Regions from separate parts of the Mus musculus genome. Here region 2 is linked to region 1. A link is a contact called in public HiChIP or PLAC-seq data. All regions are on one chromosome and are shown on one strand. Each heading gives the region's core, a stretch centred on a gene start, on an enhancer-like site or on the middle of the called end of the contact. The rest is flanking DNA. Distances are from core to core; before and after follow the strand shown. Region 1 holds the start of Tnfsf10 (tumor necrosis factor (ligand) superfamily, member 10). Region 2 overlaps Fndc3b (fibronectin type III domain containing 3B).

The links. HiChIP or PLAC-seq counts read pairs in DNA pulled down with a chosen protein or histone mark.
Region 2: a BATF HiChIP or PLAC-seq map of CD8 T cells shows a contact between it and region 1, with 8 read pairs. The contact joins the enhancer-like site here to the promoter of Tnfsf10 in region 1. A contact is called at or near these places in 4 of 39 promoter capture datasets (the C10 cell line, embryonic stem cells, pre-B cells and 1 more), 1 of 15 datasets of contacts at CTCF or cohesin (CD8 T cells), 2 of 484 Hi-C or Micro-C datasets (Th1 cells and regulatory T cells), 2 of 115 datasets of contacts at active chromatin or transcription factors (CD8 T cells and memory CD8 T cells) and 1 of 9 other capture datasets (liver).

Annotation. Positions count from the first base shown.
Region 1 is chr3:27,315,370-27,319,585 of GRCm38.p6, forward strand. Tnfsf10 (tumor necrosis factor (ligand) superfamily, member 10) reads left to right here and starts at 1,708. Exons shown (of 5, transcript NM_009425.2): 1 at 1,708-1,921. The coding sequence starts at 1,778.
Region 2 is chr3:27,455,676-27,459,891 of GRCm38.p6, forward strand. It overlaps Fndc3b (fibronectin type III domain containing 3B), which reads right to left. Exons shown (of 26, transcript NM_173182.3): 19 at 3,042-3,214; 20 at 1,312-1,425; 21 at 774-923. Among named protein-coding and RNA genes, the nearest start is that of Gm32738, 25 kb to the right of the region's middle. Within about 2 kb of position 2,441, at least 18 of the 459 cell types and tissues checked have an H3K27ac peak or open chromatin away from gene starts, as enhancers often do. A contact at or near this core is called in CD8 T cells, Th1 cells, memory CD8 T cells and 1 more, where this site is marked.

The DNA.
Region 1 (4,216 bases), core at 458-2,957:
ACTATGTCATTGTGTAAGTGTCAAGGAATAAAAAAATACTATTATAAAAGAAAGAGAAACAAAATGTGGCTATTAACACACAGGCAAAGGAATATGACTATTTGGTTTATGTTGTTTTTACAGGTCACACAGATTGCTCTTGATTCCCTTTCAAAAAAAAAAAAAATAAAAGCAAAATGGAAACGCCATTTTAAACTCCCACGTCAGTAAAACGAGGCAATGGTTGGGGCTGGGGAGACGGTAAAGTGTTCTCTGTGTGAGCACGAGGACCTTAGCTTGGATTACCAGCACTCACAGGTGGGCCTGGTGGTCTGTGGCTGCGATCCCAATCAGTGCCCGGAGGTGGAGACAGGAAGATCCCTGTGTGAGCTTCAGCTTCAGTGAGAGACTGTCTCAGGAAGATGGTAACTTAGTTACAGCACCACAGTAGAGTACTACTTCTAAAGACCTTTTAGCAGGTGACAGCCTCCCGTGCTGTGAGGGAGCCTTGGCTTTGTAGTTAAGCAGGCTCCAAAGGAATCCTTCTGGGAGGTGGGAAGCAGCTGCAGACCTGAGAGAATTTGAGTTGAAATGGATTCCGTTTTGTTCCCCACCATGAGATACCAGCCAGAAAGATGTCCTATGGCCCTTGGGAACTGGCACCATTAGAAATAGCAACACTGTTGCTAGAACCTGCAGAGGCCTCAGAGTCACAAACATTGGGCCAGAAGCTGGAGGTGGTTGCTGCAGGCCATCTGATCACACTGTGAACCTGAGATTGTGAACTGTTTCTAACTGTGATACGTCCCAGCCTTTGACCCTAGAGCTTTCTGTCTGTCTGCTGTAAACTCGTGGTGGTGTGGCTCAGCCCTAGCAAAGCCCTTTTAACAAAGTCAACCCTAGGTCAAGAGGCAGAGCCAGTAACCATCTGACAGGGAGTGAACATAGTGAACAGAAAGGGGGTCTTCGAGTGTTTAAGACAGCGTGGAGAAGAAAGGATTCTTTCCTTCTGGGATGGAGTAGGAAGGTCAGCTGGGTGCTTTCTCTGCCTCTCAGAGCTAGGAAGTTATCATCTCAGCATCTGGCTCCTGAGTTTTCATTGGTAAAATTGAACAGCTGGGATTTCTGTTTTTTAAAACAGTTTTAAAAAACAAACAAACAAACAAACAAACAAACTTTGTGTGTGTGTGTTTCACATCATGCACCCCGGTCCCATTCATCTCCCTGTCCCCTCATAATCACCGTCTGCCCTTGAAACTCCCCCCAGATAAAAACACACAAAACAAACTAAATAAACCAAAACAGAGCATAGAAAACATCCCACCATGGAAGCTGTGGTGTCCTAGTGTGTCCCACAGTTTATCCCTCTGTCCACACATCTTCACTTGCAAATGTCTATAGCAATGAGTCATTGTTGCCTTCAGCAGTCTCTGGCTCCTGTGACGCCTTAAATTTTGGATCCTCACTGAGACCCCTCCCGGTCCCTTTGTCCTTTGTCCTTTGTCCTTTGTCCTTTGTCCAGGAGATCCTGCAGCTCCTTCAGGTGCTCCAGCAGTTCATAGATGGGTTAGATCTCAGAGCGCTGGATCTAGGCTTTCCAGCACCATCAGGGCGAGCTCTCCTAGCTGGAGGGTTTCTGTGCACTACGTCCTCGTCACCTTCCTGACTTGCTTAGTTTCACTTTTGGTCTCAACAGTAAAAAGAAACTGCATGGGCACTCCGCCTTCTAACTGTGACCTTCTCAGGCACTGCTGCTGGGCTGCAAGTCTGCATTGGGAAGTCAGACCTGGACAGCAGTATGCCTTCCTCAGGGGCCCTGAAGGACCTCAGCTTCAGTCAGCACTTCAGGATGATGGTGATTTGCATAGTGCTCCTGCAGGTGCTCCTGCAGGCTGTGTCTGTGGCTGTGACTTACATGTACTTCACCAACGAGATGAAGCAGGTGAGTGGCCGTGTGCTCTCAGCAGCAGCCTCTCTTGGCTTTGCCGCTTAGCTTGCTCTTCTTTGAAAGCTTAGCTGTAGATTAAAATATGCCTTTCCCAAGTGCAGACTCTTAACTGCTAATAAAGAGAGGGCTTTATAAAACTGCAAGTTGGCAGACTTCCAAGCAGTTGTAGTAACAGAACAGGCTATGAAAACTACAAATGGATATACCGGCACCTCCAAGAAAGTTTGCTATCATTTCAAAAGTGTCTGTGCAGGGTGCAGTTAGTGGTGTCACTTGGCACAAATGCTTTGTGTGAAGTACTCTAGAGTTCCGTGTGTGTGTGTGTGTGTGTGTGTGTGTGTGTGTAAGAGAGATAGAGAGATAGAGAGAGAGGGGAAGAGAGAGGAAGACAGGGAGAGAGGAAGAAGAGAAGAAGAGGGAGAGAGGGAGGAAAAGAGGAAGAAGGAGGTAGAGAGGGACAGAGAAGGAGAGAGAGGAAGAGAGAGAGAGACAGAGGGAGAGAGGAAGAGGGAGGACAGCACATGGTGCTGTGGAGCCTAGAGATAGATGTCAGCTGTTTTTCTCCCTAACTCTCCATGTAGTTTTTCTGAACTCTCACTGTATTGGCTAGTTTTGTGTCAACTTGACACAGCTGGAGTTATCACAGAGAAAGGAGCTTCAGTTGAGGAAATGCCTCCATGAGATCCAACTGTAAGGCATTTTCTCAATTAGTGATCAAGGGGGCAAGGCCCCTTGTGGGTGGGACCATCTCTGGGCTGGTTGTCTTGGGTTCTATAAGAGAGCAGGCTGAGCAAGCCAGTAAAGAACATCCCTCCATGGCCTCTGCATCAGCTCCTGCTTTCTGACCTGCTTGAGTTCCAGTCCTGCATTCTTTGGTGATCAACAGCAGTATGGAAATGTAAGCCGAATAAACCCTTTCCTCCCCAACTTGCTTCTTGGTCATGATGTTTGTGCAGGAATACAAACCCTGACTAAGACAAATTGGTACCAGCATAGTGGGGTATTCCTGTGACAACCTGACCATGTTTTGGGGAGGATTGTGGAAGGACTTTGGAACTTTGGGCTTGAAGATCCATCCATTGTTAAGAGCTCTGTTGGAGGTTGTGCAGGAGCTTGGAAGATAATGTTGAGAACACTGTAGAAGATGGAGGTCTGGTTTGTGAAATTTCAGAGGGAAAATTAAAGACTCTTTTCAGGGCCATTGCTGTTTTGATTGTGAAGATTCTGTAGTTCTGGTTAGCTGGGGCTGAAGAATCAGCTGTGATTAACAAGATACCAGAACTACTAAAGCAAAAACTTTGCATTACTGGGACTATTGATGCTGGTTAGCTGGAGCTAAGAAATTAGCGGTGATTAAGAAGAGACCAGCATCATTGAGGTGACATCTTCTGGGAAGTGTTTTCTGAAAGCACAAAGAGGCTGTGTTCCAGAGATAGCCAAGGTTGCACTCCTGCTGCAGCGGGACTTGGTAATATGTAAGGGTCACCCAGGTGGTATTGGTTTTGAAGGCATGAAGGAGTTGAGCAGAGCAGCTGAGGCTTGGCACTGTGAGAGGCCATGGAAGGCCATTGGTGAAAGTGCAGCCTCAGTTGCAATTGATGGCCCAGGACTGAAGGGGTCATGCAGTGTTTTGGAGATGCCAGTACCATGAGATGACCACCAAGAGCAGCAGCAGCAGTGGAGTAGAGGCATCTGGAGCCTAGAGGATGACGCGTGTGCTACAAAGGGCATGGCTGGAGAAGTGACCCAAGCCCTTGGAGGAGCCCAGAAGATCGTGAGTTGGATCCCAGACATTGGACGGTTGGAGATTGATTTTTGCTTTTGATTGTGACTGTGCCCTGATATTTTCCCTCTTGAAGGAAGAAACTGTTTTAGTGATGCCCACAGTTAAGAGACTTTTAATTTAAAAAGACTTTGGATTTTTAAAAGAGATGGATATTTTAAAGAGATTGAAATTTTAAGAATATGTAAAGACTGTGGGACATTTAAAGTTATTTAGACCTTGGGGATGAATAAGAATGTAAGGGTTGAGGCTTACTAGTGATGTGTTTGTGTGTCAAGTTGACAAGGGGTCAGTTGTATTGGCTAGTTTTGTGTCAACTTGACACAGCTGGAGTTATCACAGAGAAAGGAGCTTCAGTTGAGGAAATGCCTCCATGAGATCCAACTGTAAGGCATTTTCTCAATTAGTGATCAAGGGGGCAAGGCCCCTTGTGGGTGGGACCATCTCTGGGCTGGTTGTCTTGGGTTCTATAAGAGAGCAGGCTGAGCAAGCCAGTAAAGAACATC
Region 2 (4,216 bases), core at 1,191-3,690, 140 kb after region 1:
ATGTGTAGGGGTGGCACTATCCCAGGAGCGGGATCCTGGACTGTGTAAGTGGAGACAGGAAGCAGAGTCAGCGTGTGCTCAACAGCGGTATATCAGTTTCCTGTCTGTGTGCCAGTTCCAGGTTGCTTTCACAGAAGTGGGATCGGAACGCATCTGTCCTGGGAAGTGGGAGCCCCGCCCCTTGGGTCTAGTCGCTTGTCCAGTGCTCTGAGAACAGTGTGGATCATCGTGCTACTGAGAAGACAAGCAGAGAAGATCCTGGGCTTTCTCTAACATGTTATGACCTCCTAGAAGAGATAAAATCATCTGTGAAACACCTAGTGTGTGCAAGGAGTTACGTATGTGTGCAGATGTGCCCGCTGTGTGTGTGCACACATGTGTGTGCGTATGTGTAGGACCCAGGTCAACATCAGGTGTATTTCCTCTGTTTTCCACCTTACTTCCGGAGACAAAGTCTTTCATTGACAGTGGAGCTCAGCAGTTTGGCTACTGGTTGCCCAACAAGCTCTCTGGAACCCACCTGTATCTACCACCCCCCAACCCCAGTGTTGGAGCCACCGACAAGTACTACAGCACCCAACTGTTAGGAGTCTGCTGGGGGTCTGAACTCGTGTCTTCATGCTTGTGTGGTAGGCACTGCTCTGAGGGAGCCATGTGCCCGGCCCTTCAGAGGACTTTCCCTTGTGATCCCTCCTCTATAGCCTTCAGCTGTTTTCCTGAAATACCTTCCAGTGAATATCTGTCACTGGGAGTAGAGTCGGGTGCTCACCTACCTGTAGTCTGCAGCAATACTGTGCAGCAGGCAACAGATCTCGCATCTCAAAGCAGGTGTCTGGACCATGATAAACGAGTTCTAAGGACTGTTCATCTTCTCCCCACTCCAACCTGTATTCGGAGATGTCGGCACCAGGGCTCGCAGGGCTCTGCAGGGCAGACGTTTGTAGTTAGTCATTACACCGAGATGAGAGCACCAGACCCCAGGATAAACCAATACCCACAAAGGAAAGGAGGGAGGGCGACACTCAGCCTCCTCTCAACTCTGACCACTTCCACAACTGGAAATGATGCAATCGATCGTCAAAGGGAGATTTCCTTGTATAAGGTCAAAAAGTCACATGCACACGCAGGCACACTCCTACTCACTCACTCCCGCCATGCATGCACACACACACACACACACACACACACACACGCACACACACACACACACACACGCACGCTTTGGCTTGGTGGCATCCTTACATCCTTGGCTTGGCTTTGGGGACAAAGGTAGAGGAAACATAAACGACAGGCGGCATTTACCATACTCACCTCCCAGCCCACCAGGACGCATCCGTCAGGCGTGAAGGAGACACGCGGTGCTCTGCACTGCCCAGGGGGCCCTGCGGCAGTGGTGATTTCTGACACATCAGAGTAGGGACCGTACTGAAAGAGAAGAACGTGTTCACATGTCAGAACGGTCTCTGCAGGCCCGTGTGCACATCCAAACTTATAATTAAAGGTAAAGTCAAGAGTGTCATTAGTGCAGCAGAATAAAAGTATTATCTGATGGGTTTTACTTTAAGAAGGATATAGATAAGCCACTGTTCTTTCCCTGAGAGGTAAACATCTATTATATATGTCTGTATTTTTTAATTCAAAAAGATTAAAAAGTTGGCCCATTTTCCCTTTCCCATCAGGAGTAAAGATCATTCAGTCAGGGAAATGAAGAAAGCCATGCAGAGTAGTTTCATTTCAAGTGTATAAGGGTCTCTCGGGACTACTGGTTATTACATTCTGGGTATTTGTTCTGGTGGCTGGCACCCGACCCTCCACCACTACTTTGAGATAAGGTCTTCCCATGTAGCCTAGGTCAGTCTTGTACCTAAGATGCTCCTGTGTCAGTCTCCTGACTGCTGGAATACACAAGGATGCCCACCATCTCCAGCTACCCAACACTGCTGTAACAGACTGTCAGACTGCCATGTCTCCAACATGACAGACATGCTTTTTCTTTGTTTGGTCAATTGGCGTTTTTCCTTCTTTTAAAAGTAAATTTCACCAATTAGTGAAATGTACAATTTTCATGGAACTCATGTATACACACTGAGGCTCTGGGCGACTTTGGCATTAGCTTGTTCTACGCTTCTGCCCATCTCTGGGCAGACACGTTGTGGGCCACCTCTCCCTCATTCCCAACCCCTGCATATCCCATGAATCCGTATCACTCTGCTACTTCAAAAAAAAAAAAGAACAATTCCTCTGTGGGTCACATAATATACATACTGCCTCTCAGCTTCTGCCCCCCCCCACCCCCCCACAGACACCAGATGAACAAGACAGCAGAAGAAAGGTCCAGAGAGCTATGGAGTTTTCACAGGAATCAGATTAGAGAAAAGTAAGCGGCTTCCTCCTCGGGCCCCACCCTACTTGTCTAGAACAAAGCAACCCAAGGTATAGACAGCACGCTCTGATACTACTAGGTTGTGTGCGAGTATTCTTGTGTGTATAGGTCCATGCACGCGTGCAGAGCGGGCGATAATCTGGTTCTCAGCCCCTGCCCACCTCTTTTTCCGAGACGAGGCTGGACCTCACTTAGTCGGTCCAGTAAGCCCAGGGGTCCTCCTGTCTCTGCCTTCACAGTGCTGAGGTTCCAAGGGGGTTCCCCACTCCAGCTTTTAATGATGTAGGTTTTAAGCTCTAACTCAGTTTATGGCAAGTGTTTCCCCAACTCCCTCTGCCCAGTTCCCTTGGACAACTTTTACTAGGACTGATCTGAAGCCCTAATTCTTACAGGTGATGAAATGAATGAGAGCGGGAAATTCTTTCATGAATTATCAAAAGTATACACACACACACACACACACACACACACACACACACACACACGGAAAGAATGAGAGACAGAAACTTGGTAGTGTGGGGCCTACAGGAAACCACGACGACATCGATTCTCAAATAAGGATGTTGTTACATATACTTTAACAGTTGTCACATACAACTGAGAGGTTGCAGGAGGCTAACAAAGGCACCTTGTGCTCTAATTGTGTGCTCATACTCACCCCTCCGTCATTCAGAGCTCGCACTCTGAAGCGGTACACAGTTCCAGGCAGCAGGTTGCCAACCGTGCACTCCAGCTCAGGCCCATGGTACACCTCTGAGGCGACATTCTCGGGTTCCGTCATTTCCACACTGTATTCTGAGACCTCACAGCCACTTTCAGACGCAGGCACATCTGAGGATGTAAAAAATGTTCATCTTTGAATGCTTTTTTGGATTTCTCTTTATTTTATTTTTACTCAGGTCTGAGTGGGCCTGCATGCATGAGTGTGCACCGTATGTGGAGGCCAGAAGGCGGCATGGAAACCTCAGAAACTGCAGCTCTGGGTGCTTGGGAGACACCACATGGGCGCTGGGAACTGAGCCTGGGCCCGCTGCAATAGCGGCAAGTGCTCTTAGCCACTGCCCGTCTCTCCAGCCTCAGTCTTCGGATTTCTAGTTGACTGACTTACATTTGATTTTCTATTGCTACTGTTTAAAATATATAGGTGATGTGCCCTTAGGTTTCTATTACAAAAGGCGCCTCCTATTCAAAAAGGTGAAAAAGCTCCCGAATGAGCCAAACTACCCAAAGCAAATGCATTTAAACACGTTCTATTATATTAAAAATAATTCAGGGATAACAGGAGTACTAGGTAACCTTTCACATTTAATAACGAGAAGGAAGGAAGGAAAAATATCTATAACTTAAAGTGAGACACCCTGCTAAGTCTACATGACCCCAAACCGGCATACCATTTTATTACACTTTAGACATAAGTGGTGGCCAAAATGTCTGCCAATGTTCTACACATTTGCACTTGCTATGTGCACACTTGTAGGCTGCTGGCACAACTGGAAGTGCTGTTAGACAAGGCTAGGAAAATCCCAGAACCCGCAGAGGAGGGACTTGACACTGCTCTTTGAACCATTTCTTGGTTTGATCTCTAAATCATGCATGTTTTCTTCTGGTGCTGAACAACCCCTGGACGAGGCAGGCTATTCTGGAATGTTCTCTAGAAACACGGCCACTATTGTCGAGAGTAGCAACAGCAAGAGTAGCCCTGTCAGGAACGGGAGCATGAGCAATAGAAGGCTGCGCCTGAGAGACAGCCAAGGTCCAGGCTCTGGAGACCAGACATGCCAGTGGGTGACCCAGCTTCTGAAGGAAGCCCTGGAGCTGAGTGACCGAGCGCTG